Regions from separate parts of the Mus musculus genome. Here all the other regions are linked to region 1. A link is a contact called in public ChIA-PET, HiChIP or PLAC-seq and promoter capture Hi-C data. All regions are on one chromosome and are shown on one strand. The core of a region is the stretch at or near the end of the contact, and the rest is flanking DNA. Distances in the headings are between cores, read along the strand shown. Region 1 holds the start of Jmjd7 (jumonji domain containing 7). Region 2 holds the start of 4931402G19Rik (RIKEN cDNA 4931402G19 gene). Region 3 holds the start of Oip5os1 (Opa interacting protein 5, opposite strand 1). Region 4 holds the start of Rtf1 (RTF1, Paf1/RNA polymerase II complex component). Region 5 holds the start of Vps39 (VPS39 HOPS complex subunit). Region 6 holds the start of Pla2g4d (phospholipase A2, group IVD). Region 7 holds the start of Ltk (leukocyte tyrosine kinase).

The links. Promoter capture Hi-C pulls out the DNA fragments that hold promoters and counts their contacts. ChIA-PET counts read pairs in DNA pulled down with a chosen protein or histone mark. HiChIP or PLAC-seq counts read pairs in DNA pulled down with a chosen protein or histone mark.
Region 2: a contact with region 1 is called in an H3K4me3 HiChIP or PLAC-seq map of bone marrow-derived macrophages, with 7 times the contacts expected there. The contact joins the promoter of 4931402G19Rik here to the promoter of Jmjd7 in region 1. A contact is called at or near these places in 1 of 115 datasets of contacts at active chromatin or transcription factors (bone marrow-derived macrophages) and 2 of 9 other capture datasets (liver and pancreatic islet).
Region 3: an RNA polymerase II ChIA-PET map of memory CD8 T cells shows a contact between it and region 1, with 9 read pairs. The contact joins the promoter of Oip5os1 here to the promoter of Jmjd7 in region 1. A contact is called at or near these places in 2 of 39 promoter capture datasets (hippocampal neurons and pre-B cells), 1 of 15 datasets of contacts at CTCF or cohesin (the NIH/3T3 cell line), 1 of 484 Hi-C or Micro-C datasets (CD8 T cells), 2 of 115 datasets of contacts at active chromatin or transcription factors (large pre-B cells and memory CD8 T cells) and 1 of 9 other capture datasets (pancreatic islet).
Region 4: a contact with region 1 is called in a promoter capture Hi-C map of pre-B cells, with 2.0 times the contacts expected there. The contact joins the promoter of Rtf1 here to the promoter of Jmjd7 in region 1. A contact is called at or near these places in 4 of 39 promoter capture datasets (erythroid cells, hippocampal neurons, neural stem cells and 1 more), 3 of 484 Hi-C or Micro-C datasets (CD4 T cells, CD8 T cells and double positive thymocytes), 6 of 115 datasets of contacts at active chromatin or transcription factors (embryonic limb bud, embryonic stem cells, large pre-B cells and 2 more) and 1 of 9 other capture datasets (liver).
Region 5: an H3K4me3 HiChIP or PLAC-seq map of bone marrow-derived macrophages shows a contact between it and region 1, with 2.9 times the contacts expected there. The contact joins the promoter of Vps39 here to the promoter of Jmjd7 in region 1. A contact is called at or near these places in 1 of 39 promoter capture datasets (macrophages), 2 of 115 datasets of contacts at active chromatin or transcription factors (bone marrow-derived macrophages and pancreatic cancer cells) and 1 of 9 other capture datasets (adipose tissue).
Region 6: a contact with region 1 is called in an H3K27ac HiChIP or PLAC-seq map of embryonic stem cells, with 4 times the contacts expected there. The contact joins the promoter of Pla2g4d here to the promoter of Jmjd7 in region 1. A contact is called at or near these places in 3 of 39 promoter capture datasets (the 3T3-L1 cell line and hippocampal neurons), 1 of 484 Hi-C or Micro-C datasets (bone marrow-derived macrophages), 3 of 115 datasets of contacts at active chromatin or transcription factors (embryonic stem cells, forebrain and stem cell-derived neural progenitor cells) and 3 of 9 other capture datasets (adipose tissue, liver and macrophages).
Region 7: a promoter capture Hi-C map of hippocampal neurons shows a contact between it and region 1, with 2.6 times the contacts expected there. The contact joins the promoter of Ltk here to the promoter of Jmjd7 in region 1. A contact is called at or near these places in 4 of 39 promoter capture datasets (embryonic stem cells, hippocampal neurons and stem cell-derived epiblast-like cells), 3 of 484 Hi-C or Micro-C datasets (cerebellum, frontal cortex and ventral hippocampal neurons), 9 of 115 datasets of contacts at active chromatin or transcription factors (embryonic forebrain, embryonic hindbrain, embryonic stem cells and 3 more) and 2 of 9 other capture datasets (embryonic stem cells and liver).

What each region holds. Positions count from the first base shown.
Region 1 is chr2:120,026,180-120,028,800 of GRCm38.p6, forward strand. It overlaps Jmjd7 (jumonji domain containing 7), which reads left to right and starts at 1,304. Exons shown (of 8, transcript NM_001114637.1): 1 at 1,304-1,397. The coding sequence starts at 1,334. It overlaps Mapkbp1 (mitogen-activated protein kinase binding protein 1), which reads left to right. Exons shown (of 30, transcript NM_011941.3): 30 at 1-1,224. Gm28042 (predicted gene, 28042) reads left to right here and starts at 1,304. Exons shown (of 27, transcript NR_104353.1): 1 at 1,304-1,397.
Region 2 is chr2:120,468,037-120,470,657 of GRCm38.p6, forward strand. It overlaps 4931402G19Rik (RIKEN cDNA 4931402G19 gene), which reads right to left and starts at 1,331. Exons shown (of 5, transcript NR_040608.1): 1 at 1,284-1,331. The region is part of intron 1 of Capn3 (calpain 3); the gene reads left to right.
Region 3 is chr2:119,592,994-119,595,614 of GRCm38.p6, forward strand. It overlaps Oip5os1 (Opa interacting protein 5, opposite strand 1), which reads left to right and starts at 1,303. Exons shown (of 3, transcript NR_027832.1): 1 at 1,303-1,441.
Region 4 is chr2:119,673,760-119,676,380 of GRCm38.p6, forward strand. Rtf1 (RTF1, Paf1/RNA polymerase II complex component) reads left to right here and starts at 1,309. Exons shown (of 18, transcript NM_030112.2): 1 at 1,309-1,521. The coding sequence starts at 1,309.
Region 5 is chr2:120,351,817-120,354,437 of GRCm38.p6, forward strand. It overlaps Vps39 (VPS39 HOPS complex subunit), which reads right to left and starts at 1,321. Exons shown (of 25, transcript NM_178851.4): 1 at 1,099-1,321. The coding sequence starts at 1,171.
Region 6 is chr2:120,287,770-120,290,390 of GRCm38.p6, forward strand. It overlaps Pla2g4d (phospholipase A2, group IVD), which reads right to left and starts at 1,300. Exons shown (of 20, transcript NM_001024137.1): 1 at 1,191-1,300. The coding sequence starts at 1,262.
Region 7 is chr2:119,759,129-119,761,749 of GRCm38.p6, forward strand. Ltk (leukocyte tyrosine kinase) reads right to left here and starts at 1,303. Exons shown (of 20, transcript NM_203345.2): 1 at 1,124-1,303; 2 at 429-572; 3 at 167-338. The coding sequence starts at 1,166.

The DNA of each region.
Region 1 (2,621 bases), core at 54-2,553:
CTGTATTGGGAGTACCCTTATGGTTTACAGGGCACTGGCCCACCTTCCTAGAACCTTGGCCACACACACACACACACACACACACACACACACACACACACACACACACACACACACACACACACACACACACAAATCATATGCACAGTTGAGTGCTCATTTTAGAACACTTGCCTGGCTGGTATGCACCTGGTTTCCTCACATTTTTGCCTCAGCGTCACTAGCCTGGATTAATTGGAATTCTGATCCAGAAACACAAAAAGGGATGGGTACACTAAACACAAAAAGGGATGGATACACTAGACTGAAATTCTGGAGTTGTGGTGTCCACAGCCAGGCTGACCGGAGATGGCCTATGGGTCACCTGGCTCATGGAGGAGGCTCTTTTCAAAGGCAGTATTGAGTGCCCAGAAATACTGGACACTGGAGATTGTGGAATGAAGGCACTGGGCAAGAGACCACTGGAAAAGTAATAGCCGGACAGGTAGGTGGCAGAGGTAGGGATAGAGTTAAGGTAACGGTTAGAGAGTAGCAAAAAGAGAGAGAAGCTGTATGTTGGAAGAAGTGGTGAGGTGGTTGCAGAATTGGAGTGAGTATGTCTTTGGGCCTGGGCCCTCCTTTCCTCTGCATCAGGGAAGGCAGAGTAGTGACATTTCACCAGGTTTAGATAACACAAACCTGTCGAAACCTCAACGCCACTTCCCAGCTCTGAATGCAGAGGCTAGCAGGAAACTAGGTTTAATGGGTGCTTAGCTTTGTTGGTTCAACCTGAGTGTTGAGTATACCCAAACCATGTGAATACCCAAACCATGTGTTCCCATTTTTCTACCACACGCATAGTCAAACTCCTAGCCCAAAGAACCGAAGCCACTTGAGGTGGGCCCCTTGGCAGTGTGGGGGTTAGAAGTCGGCCCACTGCCCTGACCTCCACCAGGTTTTAGAGGTCTTTATGCCAGCCTGCCCTTCTAGAGAAAGCGCCACTACCCTGCATGGGTGGGGTCTTGTGGCCTGTGGCACTTTGTCCTCTTCTGCATGTCTGAGGCCACTGGCAATTGCTGCCCATGTCCAGATTTGTCCTATCCCAGTTTTGAAAGCCCCTTATTTATAACTTTTATACTGTGGCGCCTGTCTCCTCCCCGGCTGTACGGGGTGGGACTGTTTTAACGTTTCGTTTGTACGGATGTATGAAATTGTCAATAAACACAATCATTTGTTAACCTGCTAGCAAATTCTGAGAAGAGCGCCGCTTGTTGCACCTCCTAGAGGGCGGAAACGGGGGCGGGGCTGCGATCCTGGAGCGGAAATAGGGGCGGGTTCTTGTCCCGCGGCCGTCATGGCGGAGGCGGCTCTGGAGGCAGTTCGGAGGGCGTTGCAAGAGTTCCCGGCGGCGGCTCGCGGTGAGTGCACTCTCACAGGCAGCAGCGACCGCGCGAGGACAGCGCGGAGGGAGCCTGGGCACCCTGGAACTCAGTGTGCATGAGTGTCCGACCGGTGGCCACACAGTTTTGTGTGTACCCTTCTTTAGCTGGCGGACGGCTCCTTAGCTCAGGATCGCACGCCTGGCTGCCTTCGTGGGGTGCAGTTGTAGTTTTCAAGACCCAGCACAGCTCTGACGGTAGTCATGGTGCCATTCTCAAAGCCAGCGGGGTGCTGAGTCCCCGTGCGCTGCCATGCTATACTTTCACCTCAAACATCTCGGATGCTGGTGGGTTCTGAGGAGAGAAGCAGGCGACTTCCCTCGTTCATTCAGACTCCAAGCTTTGAGGATTGTAGGCAGCCGCCCAGTTGATCTTGTGTGTTTCCTTTCTTCTTCCTCTGGTCCTCACTACCCCATCATTAAACAAGCTGGAGAGATGGCTAAGTGGGTAGGTAAAGCTCTTAAGCACATGATGATCTGGGGTCACATCCCCAGCACTAACAGAAAACACTGGGTGTGGTGATGGTGGACTTCTGATGGGATTCCAGAGGTGGGAGGGAAAGGCAGGAGGACCCCAGGGGCTCCCTGGCCTGCCAGCTTAGCAACTGCTGAGCTCCAGGTTCAGTGACTTTGACTCAGAAAATAAAGTGGAGAATGGTATACACCTAATGTCAACGGCCTCCACACATGCATACACAGGCACACACCACACATGCGCACACCCACACACAGAGGGAGAGCAATTGATCAAGCACAATTTTGTCAATTTACCGGCTGTGTCACACACAGGTGGTTAGAGCAGTATTCTCAACCTATGAGGTCGAGACCCCAGAGCAGTCGCATGTCAGATATCCTGAACATCAGACATTTATCTTGTGACTCATAACTAGTAAAATCACAGTTATGAAGTAGCAACGAAATGATGTTACAGCCTAGGGTCACCACAACATGAGGAACTGTCTTAAAGGGTAGAGCATTAGGAAGCACTGCCCTGGAGGACGGTTGATGGGTCAGCTAAACCCTCAGAGCGGGTGTGCCTGCTATATCCAGGAAGCAGTGTGGACTGAGCTTGGAGCAGACTTTGTGTTTATGTTTATTTTTGTCAGTCAAATTCTTAACAGAATTGCTGGGTCAAAGGAATTGTTTGAAGTTCATTTTGAAGCTTTAGGGGAGAAAAACACCCACCCTCTAAAGGAAATGGTGA
Region 2 (2,621 bases), core at 81-2,580, 440 kb after region 1:
TGTTTTCTAAAGGGAAAAAGGAAAGAAAAGGATCAGCTGGTTGATATATAACAAGAGTGAAAGGTAGACTGCACTGGAATTGGACTAGGGAAAGCCTGAGGTGCATGCACACACACACACACACACACACACACACACACTGCTCCTGCCATTCTCTATGGCCTAACAGCCACTGAAGCTGTGAAATACTTGAGACCAGTAACCTTTTGGGAAAGGGCAGACTTGCTCTGCATCCTGTCTTGAAGTGGCAGTGCTGAGCCAGCTTGCCAGTGTTAGAAAGCTCTGGAATGGAGAAAAACAAAGTGAGAGAAAATGCCCAGGCTTCACTGAGCTCTGGAGTGGGGGAGACAGAGGAGGAGACCCTGCCACTGAGAGGCTGTGGGTTGAAGACCTGTGTGAGTCTCCATGGATGCCCCAGGACCTCTCACACTTGGGAAGCATCCTGGCCACTCCACAGTGCCACTCAGTACAGCATGAAAACTGCTATTAAACACTCCATGTAAGTCCAGGAGCAAAATGTTGAAGAACAACTGTCAAAGGTCTGAGGTAGTTGGCTTTCCTCCTGACATGAAGAGTCAGAAGGGCAAAGGAGTTCTCCTTCCACACACACATGCTGTAATTTCCATATTGGAAAGCTTTTCATGTCTAGCGGGAAGTCATCTGGTTACAACCCAGACAACAGTAAAGGTATCCAGTGGTGTCCTCTGTTCCTCGGTTGTCACCCTATCTCTGGTTGCTTTATCAGATAGTCACAAAACGCTTGGGCAGGGGTTTATCCAGCTCAGGCCATTAGAGTCCTCAACTGCACAGCCAAGCCTCATTATCTAGATTCTATACTTGTTATTCTCCTACTTAAATTCATTGGTAACTTCCAAATCAATGCTGTGCTTCTGTGAATATTTGTGGACTTGCTCAGGACTCTGAAAACCTCAAGTCACCAGACATACTGGTTCCCAGCTGAGATCAAACAGTAGCCAACACATCTGCATCCTTAAGGAAGGGCTTTCTCCTGATTCCAGGAGGCCTCTGGGCTCTTCTGGGGCTCCACAGCCTCTAAAGTGAAGTCTATAATGGAGATGTCTTCCCAGCCTGGGGTCACTTAGTCAGTACTACTCAATTCTAAAATGAAGAAACACTAGGCTATATCAAAACAACAATTGTCCCCACATCATTGTGAGCAGATTTAGAGACAGCTGGACTCCAGGAGAACCTAGTCTACATAGAGGGACACCCAGCCCCAGACTACAAGCTTAACCACATAGCTTATTTCCCAGTGAAATTACCTTCCCAATGAAAGTGGGTTAGCAGGAGGTCTCTGCTTCCGATCTGTTATAGAATGTCTGCTGCCTTCTGTCAGACAGTTGAAAGGGAAGTTGGGTACCACACTAGCCACAAGAAGGAAGAACTAGGCCACAGTACACAGTAGTTTGAGACAGGATTTGAACAAGCAGACCTGGTGGGAAGCCTGGTCTGCTGCTAGCAGCAAGTCAGGAAAACGATCCAAGTTTCACTTTGCTTTTCCATAAAGGAGCTAAATGTACTCTCTGCTTAGCACGATACTGTGTGATGTCCCTAAAGTCCTAGCTCAGTGGTTCTCCACCTTCCTAATGCTTTGACCCAGTTCCTCATGTTGTGATGACCCCCAACCACACAATTATTCCCATTGCTACTCCATAACTGTAATTTTGCTACTGTTATGAATCATAATGATATCTGATATTTCCGATGGTTTAGGTGATCCCAAAGGGGTCTCACCCCACAAACTGAGAACCATTGTCTTAGATGCCTACAGTAAGGCAGTAATAGCCATTAACAAGAAAGCCCAGGACACAGGTTTTGAAACAAGGGGAACCAGAACTGTGCCCACCACTAAACCACGTGACTGACTACTCCTGGGTCTCAGCTTCCTCATCTGTAAAAAGCAAATGAAAACGCCAGCTTTCACTGAGTTCTGGAAGGATAAAACAGGATACTGCATCCAACATGTGCACACGTGCACACATGCACACACGCGCGCGCGCACACACACACACACACACACACACACACACACACGTAGCACAGTCAGTAAGTGGTGCTGGTGGTAACTGAAATGCTAATACTAACTTAGATGCTTGTTCTGGCTGCAGAGAATCACAGTAGCACCAAACCATCAACCCAGGACAGCAGAGGGTAGGGGAGGCTGCAACTGTTTTGGTGAAAGTGAAGGTTCTAGAAATAACAGTTAGGATTGCCTCAGCTCCTCCTGAGGGTCATGACAGGGACAGAGCTCCAGGGACCACAGTGAATACGTTGACATGACTTGGCAGGATAATGTAGAAAATGAGAAAGGCAGGGACAGAAATGACCAAGAAACCATGAAAAGATGCATTTGCCTTATAAAAAAGCCACAAATGCTTTCTGCACATTTGTATCGTTCTTTTTTAAATTACTATTTTATCCCTCCTCCTCTTCCTCTTCCTCTTCCTCCTCCTCCTCCTCCTCTTCCTCCTCCTTCTCCTCCTTCTCCTCCTTCTCCCGACTTTGAGATAGGCTGGCCTGGAACACACAGGTTTGCCTGCTTCTGCTTTCTGAGTGCTGGGGTTAAAGGTGTGAGCTATCAAGTCTTTTTTATTTATTAT
Region 3 (2,621 bases), core at 53-2,552, 430 kb before region 1:
TGTTGTCTGTGCATCTGTCTGTCCCTACTCAGTCCTGCACCTCACCATATTCCTCCGTTGACACTCACCTGGACCCCTCAGCTAGCTTCAATACTCTGTGTCTTTCTAAATGAGTTCATCAATATCTAACTGTGGTGACTTTTCCCATTTATATCAGCTCTGTCTGGATGTAGTAAAACCTCACTGAACACAGAGGTTTGTGTAATCCTTTGCAGGCCTTCTGTAGTCTAAGTATATACAGATATACAGTGTGCCTATTCATACACAGAGACATACGGTGCAGTGATGTGTGATCTGATAGTAGCTAACACTCAAAGAACCTGTCTTTGGATGGAGGACATTGTTGCTCACTTGAGATTCAGGACATAACCAGTGTGGTAATTCTGTTACATTGCAATTTGAGGCCAGCCTGGGATACACAAGGTCTCTGTCACCAGCCCAGCTATAAAGGGAAATCAAGGCTGATGGCCAGTTGCAGCCAATAAATCAATGTAGCTTGTGAATTTATTATTATTCAATAGGTTCTAACATTCTAATAATAATAACGAATAATGTAATTATTATTATTATTATTATTTTATTAGCCAATAGATTCAATAGACAACTGTGTTTTGTCTTTGTATGGCATAGCATCCTTATCACAGAGGGAAGCATAGAAATTTGGATTTAATAAATGGCCTAGTGATAACCCCGTCATTTAGGAAGCACTGCTTATCCAGAAGAACGTGTGTCATCACCTGGAAGAGTCACACTATTGCCTTCACTACCTCTCCTGGAAATACCGCTAAAGGATCTCTAAATCCTACAACTGGAACAAACAACAAATGCAGTTTAACATTTTCTCAGGCAGCGGGCAGGCCCTTTTAAGGTGAGGAAAACTACGCTACTGTATTGACCTTTAAACAGCAGGCAACATTCTCTCAAGTGGGTCAAAGTCAGAAGAACTGACACCATGAAATTGTTCCTCTGGGTGTAGTGTTAGTCCGGGTATAAAAATCCTTTAGCCAAGAGAGGAATTACTAGTAACAGTATATTTTTACAGTAACGATAATTTAAAATAGTCATTTGGCCTTGTAGTGCTATCTTACTAAAAAGTGAGACTGCCTCCGTGCGGAATGTTTTTCCTCAAGTGAATTACAACAACCCTTTTCCTCCTTAACTTCAACTGGAGCACTAAGCTCCAACAACAAAAAATAGAACCAGAGAGAGGGATTGATTGAAGTACTTCCCAGCCAATCCGCGATGGAAAAAGAGCGCGCGAGCAAGGTGCTGTCCAATCATCACTCGGAGGCGGGGCGGAGCCTTTCGCGCCTCCGCCCCTGGGTTGGCGGACAGGGGAAGGAGCGAAGATGGCGGAGTGAGGCGTGCCCCGGGCAGCTGGCCTGCGGGCCCGGGGCAGGCCTCCCGTGAGAAGCGGAGTACTTGTGCTGGACCGTGTGAGGTGAGCTGAGAAGTCCGTCTGTCTATCGGGAGACGAGCAGCCGGTGGGGCGGCACAACTCGGGACGGGGTAGCGGCGAGCCTAATGAGGGAGCCGGCGAGGCCTGGGCCTGACAGGGCTTTGCATTCGCAGCCGCGTCCGGTCGGCTCCGCCGCCTCCGGGTATGTGGCCGCGTCCTTCCCTTACCAGCGCTCCACGCCCTTCCTTGCGCCCTTCGCTTTGGCCGCTGCGTGCTTTGCCCTGGTTCTCTGAGTTGCACGTACGCCGGCCGTATCGGGAAGCCGCTGTGTGCACCTCCCTTTTATTTTTCTAAGACTATCTCTGTATTGTTTGACCCTTTACCGAAGGCGTCACCGGTTGAGGTTGACAGGCCTGTTGCAGCTCTGGGCATTTTGTGTCCCTGGCGCGTTGACCTTGAGATTTGCTGTAAGAGGCTCCCTCTGGTATTTTCATTTGAGTATGTGTATTACAGATAGACTCTTGCAGCCTTTACCTCATACTCGCCCCTGCCAAACTTTTATGACCGTAGTAAGCAGCTTTGTCCTTGGACGTCCTGATAATGCCCTTATGGCGCATTAGTTTCGGCAAACGGGTCTCAGTGGAATTCACCTATGTTGATTTCTTACCCAGGATCAAGGGAAACGGCTTACGATGCTTTTCTTTTCGTTTTTTTAGAACTATAGTTCTGGAAGTACTGCTGGAATCTCATTTGTGTAGTTGGTGTACACTGGTGACAGTGTAGTACTAACAAGATATTTATATTTGATTCTTATTTAATTTTATCTCTTTGTAATTGGGAGCCCCCTTACTTTTATTGGTATTCAGCTAAATTCTCGGAAAGTCTTTGCTTCTGAATTCTGGATCGGGGAGACATTTGCTGCGTGTGTTGGTGCTCAGGGCCAGAAATTTACATCTATCAAAACCTTGTTTCAGAAATAAACTGGCATATTAGTGAGAGCCAGTTCAAATGGAAAAATCATAATGTGAGTGAATGTTTGTGATAGATTATATGGTTTTTGTTAGCCCTAGACTTAGCAGAGCTGAAGCAGGAAGCACTTGCTTAGGGGGTGAAAAAAAAACCAAAAAACAAAACCCCTCCCCTTTAGCACAAGTAGTTTTTCTTTTTAATATGATCCACAAGTAGAAAAAAATAGGTATGAGCCAGAGGAAGGGAATATAAC
Region 4 (2,621 bases), core at 59-2,558, 350 kb before region 1:
TTCTACGTACAACAGCTCTTGCTGTTCTGAAACTTGATTTGTAGACAGGCTGGCCTGGAATGCAGAGATCTGCCCACCTCTGCCTTTCAAGTCCTGAGATTAAAGGCATGGGCCACCATTGCCTGGTATTTATTTATATATTGATTGATCGACTAAGACAGGGTCTTAGCCTTGGACTCATTATGCAGACTTAGGCAGGCCTTGAACTTGTGTTCCTTATGTTCTTCCTGTCTTAACCTTCCAAGTATCTAAAAATATGGGTTTATAATTACCACACCTGGCAAGGGATGTGATGTGTACTGTAGTTGAGCTGAGAAAAATAACTTAGAGAGTCAAAGTGGGATAGTAAGAAAGCAAGACCTCATCAACTTAGTCGAGAAAGATTTGAATTCTAAAGTTGTCTATCAGAATGAGTGAACCAGTGCGTTCTAAGACTTGAGAACAACTTCAAATTGTAACTGTTAATACTCCCTAATATAAACCCTGCTGCACATAAATAATATATAAAAATGCATTCCCAGCGTTGACCTTTTTGTCAGATGACTTCAAATTCAACGACATAAAACATTTCCTATACAGCCCTCTTCCCTTCCAAACCTCTGTCATATTTTCTTGACAAAGCTCACACTCATCTTCCTAAATCAGAATCTGAAACCTCTGCCTCCTCTGCGCCCCAACTAGCAAATAATTCAGAACCCATCTATTTCTCTATTCTCATTCTCTTCCAGTGTTGAAGTCACTGTCGTTCCTTACCAAAGACCCAGGACACTCAAGCGAGTTTGAAACTACTTAGCATAGCTCATTAAATTACTGCTTTCTTCCCGGGCCACCTCTCTGCTCATCCCACACCCCGACACCTGGTCCTTCCCTACAATGAATCTGAGTTCTCCGATTATCGCTGGAATAGTCTTCCCTAGTTTTTGGGTCGCATTTAGGCTGTCACTAATAACAGCCCAGGCAGGCGGACTCTGGCTCCTCCACCCAAGCTCTCAGCAATTTCCAGGGGCTGTCGACTATGCGGGTGGTCCCTGAGGCCGCATTCCAGGGCTGGAGATGGATGAGTTTCCTCAGAGTGGACCCTGGTCCGGAGGCTCAAATTCGCTTCAAGTAGGGAACTCCTGGGCAGCCTACAACTCCAACACTGCAGAAGCTTCCGGACAGCTAGATCAGGGAGCGTTGGTCCGGAACCCTCGGGCGCGTGGCTCCGCCCCTCGCGCTGCGTCGGAGGTGGGGCGGGGCGGGGCGCCAGGCGCCGGCGAACGGCGTGCGCCAGGCGGGGGGCGGGGCTAGGGGCGGAGCGGAGCGCGCATGCGCGGTCGCCTTTGTGTGGGTCGAGCGGCGGCGGTGGCGGCGGCGGTGGCGGCGGCGGCAGTGGCGGTCCCACTGGCAGGCGGGCAAGAGGGGAGTCAGGGCGGCGTCCGGCGTGGAAGCCGGGGGACCACCATGGTAAAGAAGCGGAAAGGCCGTGTCGTGATCGACTCGGATACGGAAGACAGCGGCAGTGACGAGAACCTGGATCAGGTGAGGGCAGGCCGCGGAGGCGCGGGCCGGCAGAGCGGGAGGGCTCAGTCCTGGCCACGGGAGCTGGGAGTCGCCCGGCCCGAGCGCCCGGCCAGCCTGGTGTCCGTCCCGCTACTGTAGTCCCTTCCTGTCTCCCCGCTGAATCTTAGGCCCTTGGAGCCCGGGCCAGGCCTGGAGACAGAGCCCCGAGGACTTGGCGCCTTGGGCCGGGAGGCGGGGCAGGGAATTGGGCTGATGGGCCTCGGGGTTTGGGGTACTGAAGGGGGCCGCTGTCTGCTTGGGCCGGATCGGGACGTCATGACTGCAGGCAGGGAGATTCGGGCTGGGCGAGATAGGAAGTATCGCCCGCCAACCCCAATGGCTGAGAGATTTTGGAGGAGGTGCAAGGGTGAGCATGGGGCGGTGGGAGGGAAAATTTGTCTAGAAGGTGTGGACTCTGGAAGGTGAAGTTTTTCAGACCAGGCATGTGGACATAGGAGAGACACCCATACATGTCCCGAAGAGCTTTCGTGGTGCTTGGGGTGGGGGGGAGACTATGATCATTTACGGTCGAAATGGGTTCTCGTTGGGATGTCTGACAAAAAACTCTTTGGAGGAGGAGAGAGGGCAGATAACTGGAAGTTTGAATTGTAGGGCAGCAGAGAGAGACTGTGTTCCAAGCGCTCAGCCTCTTTTATGCAGCAGCATAGAATTCTTTTTCACTTGAAGATCTGAGAAGTACTGAAAGTAACTTGTGGCTTTAGCGTCTTGGAGTACCCGGCATTGCTTCTGTACTTTAAAAAAACACTGCAGGGAGGAAGCTGTTTGTGTAGTAGTACTCTGATGGTATCAGGAGATGATTTCCTCCATGTTTCATGAGTAAATGACATAAAGGAAGGGTAGGAAGCTTTATAAATGGAGTAGATTGAGTACTAAACTCAGAATCTGTAATTCTGATTCCTAATTTCTTTCTAGCCATTTACCTTTGGTTTCCACTGTAAAATGGACATATAATATCAGCCTCATGTATTGAATTGGACAGTTGCATAAAACAAATGTTTATAATAAAAAATGTTGGTATAAACTACAAAGTATTTGTATAAAAGGCTTCTTGGGAGTCC
Region 5 (2,621 bases), core at 71-2,570, 330 kb after region 1:
TCCAGAACATATTTAATGAAACAAAAGAGAAATGAACCCCTCCATGTATTATTCTCTATTGAGAGCACTTTCCTCCAGGAAATGAGGTTTTCTTGAGATGGCTGTAGGAAATTGGGTTCTATTCTCTCCCTAATTCAAAGGACTACATCAGTTTACATTGGAGGTACTATTTTACAGAGGCTAGGGGCTGCTCAAAGAAGAGCACAGGGAAAAAAAAAAAAAAAAGATGTGAATCCCTCTAAGGAGGCCACAAAGAACCTGCAAGGATGCCTGGGAAGCGCTAGCAACAGATGCTCGGCACACTGGTCACCATCAACATTTCCTTGTGGTCCATCGTGGTGCCTTCCTTAGGGTAAACTCTACGTACAGATTCTGAACTTTACCTTTGTATGGGCCCTTGATGTTTCTTGATATTTAGGGCATGGACATTAACAGAAAAGACTGAATTATTTTTACGTAGCCTGTTATGGGTAATAACGATGCATAGAAAAGCACTCGATGTAGCCTGAGAGCCAAGATTTACGTTCTTGAACTCCAGAAAACATGAAGGATGCTGACCTTGCTTTCTGCATTGGTCAATCCCAAGAAAAAGTATACAAGGTCGCATGGGTCAGGTTTCACAGCAATCTGTTATGATGCTCTTCCACTTCAGTCAGGTAACTTGGGCACCTCACGACATAAGGTAGTTATATGAGCTAACTACTAAAAGGAAAAATAAACTAAGTGAACACTAAATGCTCTGAAGCATACGGTGCTAACATTGTCTGTCACCTAGAACACACCGCAATCATTTAACAAGGTGAAGCACCTGGCAGGCTTTGCCCTTTTCACTCAAGACTTCTTGGGAACCGAAATGGGCCCCAACAGAGCACATTAATAATGTGAGCTCAGCCTCCAACTGCATAGCGCACAAGAGAGAGCGCGGAGCGTCCACAAATGGACTGTCCTTAGCAATCACGCAAGCCGCCCGGGGTCCAGTCACGTCCGCCCTCTCTGACAGCCTGCGTCCGCAGCCCACCCACAGGGTCAGACGCCTTGCCTCTCTATAGCTCGGCGTGAGGGGCCGCTGCCTCCCTGACCCGAGGCCCCGCGGCTCACCCCAGGCAGCCAGGCAGTCGATCTGCAGGGGAAGCTTTTCCAGGATCGGCACCGGCTCGAAAGCGTCATGCATGGCTGCGGGAGCTTCACCGCCACTGTCCCGCCCCTGCTGCTGGGAGGAGCCTGCCGTCCGAAAACAGGGAAGACTCGTATTCCACCAGGGACCCCTGCTACAGGGCCTTCAGCAACAACTCCATCCTCGCCGCCGGACTTCCTGTTGCCTTAAGCCCGCCCCTTCCGCAGCAGAAGCTCCGCCCCCAACCCGAGTTCACATCCATACCAGCTGCTCAGAGTCCCTTGGTGTTTGTGGTGGTAGAAGAGAAACTGATCTTTTTTTTTTTTTTTTTAAAGATTTATTTATTTGTTTTATTTATATGAGTACACTATAGCTGTCTTTAGACACACCAGAAGAGGGCATCAGACCCCATTACAGATGGTTGTGAGCCACCATGTGGTTGCTGGGAATTGAACTCAGGACCTTTGGAAGTGCAGTCAGTGCTCTTAACCACTGAACCATCTCGCCAGCCCGAGAAACTGATTTTAGGCAGTCAACTTAGTGAAGACCTCGCGATAAAGAGGAATTTAGCTCACTGGGCTGCGTGTCAGGAGAGATGGCAGCCTGACATCCCAGGACGCAGGAGGTTCAGAGTTATCTTCAGTACGTATCAAGTTTGAAGCCAGCCTAGGATACATGAGGCCCTGTCTCAAAAACCAGCCCTCCCAACCACGGAGGAAAAAGGAACTTCTGCCTTGGCGTCAGTCTTGGGTTGGAGATATACCACTTAGGAAATTTGGCTTTTCTTTTTCTTTGGAAATAGATTGTTGCAGGCCTTACTTTCATACTCTGCAAAACCTTCTTCAAAATAAGATTGCTTAGAATCGTGAACATCTGTCAAGTCTGACACACTCTAGCCAGTCAATAGATTGCTTCAGTACCATCATTACATTTCAGCTAATTCTTAGTTGTACCTTAGGTTTACATTGTTAAAGCTGTAGACCAGTGATTCTCTCCTAGTGCCTAGTCAAGCAAGTTTTGAAAAATTCAGGCTCAGACCTCATTCCAACTTTACTCAAACTTTGGAGAGTAGTATGAACTCAAGTAAGTTCATACACTTGAACAGGAAAGCCATTATAGGCTAATGTTCCTTAGCCCGGGCATAATCCCCTAGGGATTGCATACGGGACTGTTATGTGTGCACTGGAGGATGTTGGGAAGCAACCTCAGAATCTACCTGCAAGAGATGTTAGAGAAGCCCGCCCAAAGGTCAGATACATTAATGAAGATGCAATCTGGTAAGCACTTCTGGCGAGCCACTGTTACTGACCAATGTTTCAGGTCAGAGGTCAGATAGATGTCTTCCTCAGCTGTTTTCCACATTATGAGAAATGGCCTGTGTTTTTGTTTGCTCGTTTCTGAGACATATCCACCCCTTTTACAACTAGCCAGCCTAGCTCACTGGCAAGCCAGTAAGCTCCAGGGACCCACCTGTCTCTAGTCTCAGTGTTAAGGGCACTAGCTTTGT
Region 6 (2,621 bases), core at 50-2,549, 260 kb after region 1:
AGGGAAACTTGGGAAGGCAAGGTGGATGCTATGGATAGAGATCCCTGCCCGCTGTGAGTCAGGCTGAGCTGTAAAGTCTACACAGAAGCTCCCACAGAACCAGTCTGGTACCCAACCAGCTCTGCCAATCATTCTCCTGCCACCAGGAAAAGCTCCAGTCCCCAGTCAGCAGCAAAGAAGCCCAAGAAGCAACTGCTAAAGCTGTTTCAGGAGCCACTTTACAAGTCTTAAGGGCAGGACTTTTAGTCAATCATATCAGTCAAAAACTCCCAATCCTGGAAACTCCAGTTGGGAGGACGGAGCAATAGAGCCAGGACTGGTCACCCCCCTCCACTACCTTGTCACAACAAGATACTGTCACTGATGGCTGACCTGGGTATGGGTTCTCTCAAACTCAGACTAGCACAACAAGTCTTGCCTTCCAATGGAAGCGTTCCTTTCCATTTCCCCCAGCGATCCAGCCTGGCGGTGCCCACATCCTTTCCAGCATCAGTATCCTGTAGCTGCTTGCCTCACATAGCTTAGGCTGCCTCTCAGAACCCCAGTGAGAAACCCATCAAGGTCTGCAAATGAAACACAAGGTGGTTCTTGGAGAGCCACCTTGGAAACTTAGTGTCCCTTGAGGACACTTACTGAGGCACCGGGGGCAGACAGAGGACCTCTCCCTGTTGGCCTTGGTCTCTAGTACAGGATGAGAACTCTGGGCTGAGCAGAGTGAACAGTCTGTGGGATCCTTGGCCTGGGTGCAGCCCCAGAACTCTTGGAGCCAGAAAATGATTGGCATGAGGATTTGAGACACTGAGACCCACAGGGCTCCAGCTGCTTCCAGGAAGTTTGCTGGCCTATGGTGGCAGATGGTGCACTATAAGGGCCTGGCGGGTCTCTTTAGGGAGGAACAGCCACTGTTCTCTAGTGTGGGGCAGAGGGAGCATTCCTGAGAAAACAGCCCTTAGGATGCTCTTGCCTGCACATCATGGTGGTGAACAGAAGCCCTGCTGACTAGAACCGTGGTCCCCAGGTCTCTACTTCTATGGGTGCTGCTTACCCCTGCCCACTCCATACTCCCAAACACCAACCTCCCTTCCCCTCAGCCACACAGAGACTCATCCCACCCCGCTCGCAGCCACAGCAGACTTGTTGGGCTCAGGCTCTCCCTGATTGCTGGCCACTGGCCTGGCAGACACTGTTACCTGGTAAGGATGGCCATGTAGTCTCTCGGGTGACAGGCTCTCCATGCCTACTCTTCTATCTCCACTCCACATCCAACTCCTGGCTGGATGCGAAGTCCGGCTGTGACTCTGCCTATCCTGGAGGAATTGTGGTTCTATAAACAGGTAACTCCACCCCCAGGTCACTGTCACACAGCATTTCAAATCTTCCTCAGAAGGCTGGCTTAACTAGCAGCTACAGAAACCCCTGGCAAAACACCAGGCCTCGTGGGTGGAGCATCTTTCCTAGAGCTGCAGTTTCAGGAAAGAAGCACCAAGGATGACTAGGAAAGACAGACAGACAGTGGCAGAGGCAGTTCCCCGAGGCAGAGGGCAACAAAGAGGAAACCCTTGTAGGTCAATACCACCTGAGTCAGGCCAGCCCTGGGAAAGAAGCACCAGGCTCCCGAGCTAAGACAAGATGGACCCCTTAGTGCTCAGGAAGCAAGAGTTTAGGCTCTAAGGCGAAAAGCAACTGAGGTGGGGTCTGGGCGCCATGATCACAGCCCCTCACCTCCACTCCTCCTCACTCTCTGCTTCGGCAGATCCTAGGAGTGTAGGGGGCATAGGGGGCTGGCTTGCCTTCCTCCTCTCTTCCCTCCCTCCCTCCCTCCCTCCCTCTCTCCCTCCTTCCCTCCCTCCCTCCCTCCCCTCCCTTTCATCTTTCCTTTCTTCCTTTCACTCTTCTTTCTATCCTTCTTTCCTTCTCCCCTCTCTGTCCTTCCTTCCCTCTCTTCCTTCCTTTTTTCCTCCCTCTCTCCCTCCTTCCCTCCCTCCCTCCCTCCCTCCTTCCCTTCCATCATCCTTTCTTCCTTGGTGTAGATGTGTGTGTGGTGTGCAAGCATGTGTGTATGCATGAGTGAAGGCACAGGCATGTGCACGTACATGTGGCAGCCCGAGGTTGATGTCAGGTGTTTTGATTATTCCCACTTTATTCACTGAACATGGTATTCTTAAGATTTATTTTTATGGCTGGGCAGTGGTGGTGCACGCCTTTAATCCCAGCACTTGGGAGGCAGAGGCAGGCAGATTTCTGAGTTCAAGGCCAGCCTGGTCTACAAAGGGAGTTCCAGGGCAGCCAGGGCTACACAGAGAAACCCTGTCTCGAAAAACCGAAAAAGAAAAAAGATTTATTTTTATTTAAGTGTGTGTGTGTTCTTGTTTGCTGTGGATATGTAGGGAACCATGTGTCTCAGAACCCCTGGTGCTAGACTTACAGGGTAGTTGTGAGCTGTCTGATGTGAGGGGCCAGGAGCCACACTCTGGTCCTCTGAAAGATGTGATGTCTGAGCCATCTCTTCTGCCATGAACACAGATTTTATGTGAGTGTTGGGGACCCAAACTTTGGTACTTTGGTCGTACACTTGTACCACAAATGTCTTATCCACTGGCCTATCTCTGCAAGAGGGTTTC
Region 7 (2,621 bases), core at 53-2,552, 270 kb before region 1:
ACCGTTGATTGGGCGGCCGTCCTGACGATGGTTAACTTAGGAGGAGGACAGACAATCGAAGTGACTGACACTAGACTTCTCTGCGGAATGTTTTAAGATAACTTCCCTGGTCTGTAGAACCTCAGCCTAAGAGGTGATTGCCACCCTCTTCCTGCTGGGCACTTACAGATACTGGCCTGTGTCTGGCACCCGCCACAGCTGCACGCCTTTGAGCGGCCCGGCAGCCCCCACTGTCACCATCACGCTGCTTCCTGTGTATGCCCCATCGCACTGTGTTTGTGTGGGTCCGCTCCTGCCGCTGGCGCCACAGGTGTTAAACACCCAAGGCCCCCGTGTGCCTAGGTACAAAGGGAGAAGGAAAAAGTTCCTCTCCAGGCCTAGGGATCTGGAGATGGTGAACCAAGAAAAGGGAGGAGCCTGAAACTCACCTAGAGGATTTGGGAGGGAAGCTGGCTCCAATTTACTGGGTGTGGGGGTGACTTTCTGCTCCTGGGAATTGAGTACCAGCACCGGCAAAAGCGAAGGTGTTAGAAAAGGTGTCTGGAACTCCGAGTTGGAGCAAAGAATAGTTCCTGAAAGGTGACAGGAAGAAGGGTTAGATGATGCAGAATGTGACAGGGGAGACATAAGAGATGGATAGCCACTCAGCAGTACCCTGCTTCCAGCCACACCCCGAATGCCGCCCAGCTGGTGCATACAGAGGCTGAAGCTAGACACCTACCACCCAACCGGGTTTCCCAAGCCTTGCAAGGTGTCTACATATATCATGACATATACATATATCTACATATATACATATATATATATATACATATATATATATATATATATATACATATATGTCTACATATATCATTCCAGAGCTCTCATGGAGTGACTTGGGGGCTGCACCGCTCTCTGTTGTACAGCACCCCACCACCTCTCCTCTCTCTAGCTTCCTCCCAAGTAGTGCCAAGGCCCCATCTGATTCTTAGATTCGGACGTGCTCCGCACCTTTCTTGCTGTACTCTAAAAGCACAAGGCCACCTTAGAAGGAACCATTGAGACCTGGTCTGTTGCTAATGCAGCCCCAAATCTAGTTGTCTCTGGTTGGCTGGTACCCTGACCACCAAACAGCACTTACCAGCAGCTCCCAGCCACAGCAGCAGCCGGTGGGAGCAGCCCATCGCCCAATCCCTTGGTTCCAGCAAAGGATGATGGTTGAGAACTCGATTCCCTAGCTGCAGTTTATAGGCGTGTCAGCAGTCTCAGAGCTATCACCACTACCCTGCCGACTTCCAACTGGCCTGTATACACTCACGTCAGACCCGGGAAATAGAAGGAAAAGGCGGAGCATGAGGACAGCGAGGTCCCCAGGCTTCTGGGAGGAGCCTTGCTGAGCTGAAGGGCTCTAGTCCCCACCTATGGCACACCAACAAACTAGTGAGTTCCTGGTAGGAGAAAAAGTTGACTCTACATTATACCTTTGTGATAGGCTGGACAGCACCTAGTACATGGCAGTAGCTTTTGTGGGTCTCAGGATAGCATCAATAGTGAATGGCTTTATTGGTGTCAGTGTTAGTTTAAGTGCATGATCACACATGGGAAGTATGTAGAGCCTCCAAAAATCCACCTGCCTCTGCCTCCTGGGTGATGGCGACTAAACTGTCCCCCATAAGGCATTATTGCTTGCCATTGCTGTGTCCCTTTCTGACCATGAGGCAGGACATCCCAGTACCTCAGAATCATGACTTTCTGAGTTTGTTGCACACTGTTCCTGTGGACAATTTCTTACTGCCATGACTGGATAAGGTGTTGAAAAATGTGGACAGTGTTGCTCACATTTGTAACCCAGCACCTGCCAAGTGGAGATGGGACCCCAAGTTCAGTGTTATCTTCTGCTTTCAAACTGGATGCCAGCCTGGACTTACATGAGACTTCCTCTCAAAAAGCTAATAGATATGTTAAAAAGATGTCAGAAGCCGGGTGGTGGTGGCGCATGCCTATGATCCCAGCACTTGGGAGGCAGAGGCAGATTTCTGAGTTCGAGGCCAGCCTGGTCTACAAAGTGAGTGCCAAGACAGCCAGGGGTACACAGAGAAACCCTGTCTCTGAAAGAGAAAAAAAAAAAAAAAGATGTCAGAAGATTCAAGTGCTAGCATTCCCAGGCAATGCAGAGTGGCTCAGCCACAGGCCACCAACTGCAAAATCACATGGAAGGATAGTTTTGTGTATTGTGTCCTTTATCTTTTGTTCAAAATGCTAATGTTAAGCCAGGCATGGTGGCTCATGCCTGTAATTCCTGCACTTGGAAGGCTGAAGCAGCAGGATTGCTATGAGTCCCCTCAAAACAAAAACAAAATCTTCCTACCAGAATAAATCTTTTGCAAAGGATCTCAGCTATCTGTAGAAGAGTGCAAATTTCTTTTTTTTAATTAATTTATTTGTTCAGCGCCCCACCCCCAGCCTCTCCCCTCAAGGTTCCTAATTTCTAATCCATGGGTATAAACCACCCAGGAGGCTAAAATCCCACCAGGGTCATTAGCACTGCACAAATAATGGTCTTGTGGGTTGCCTGACTCCCTGCCCTCTGCCGGCCTCCAAGGGGGAAAGCAAAGGTTACAGGAGGAGTTTCTTTGGGA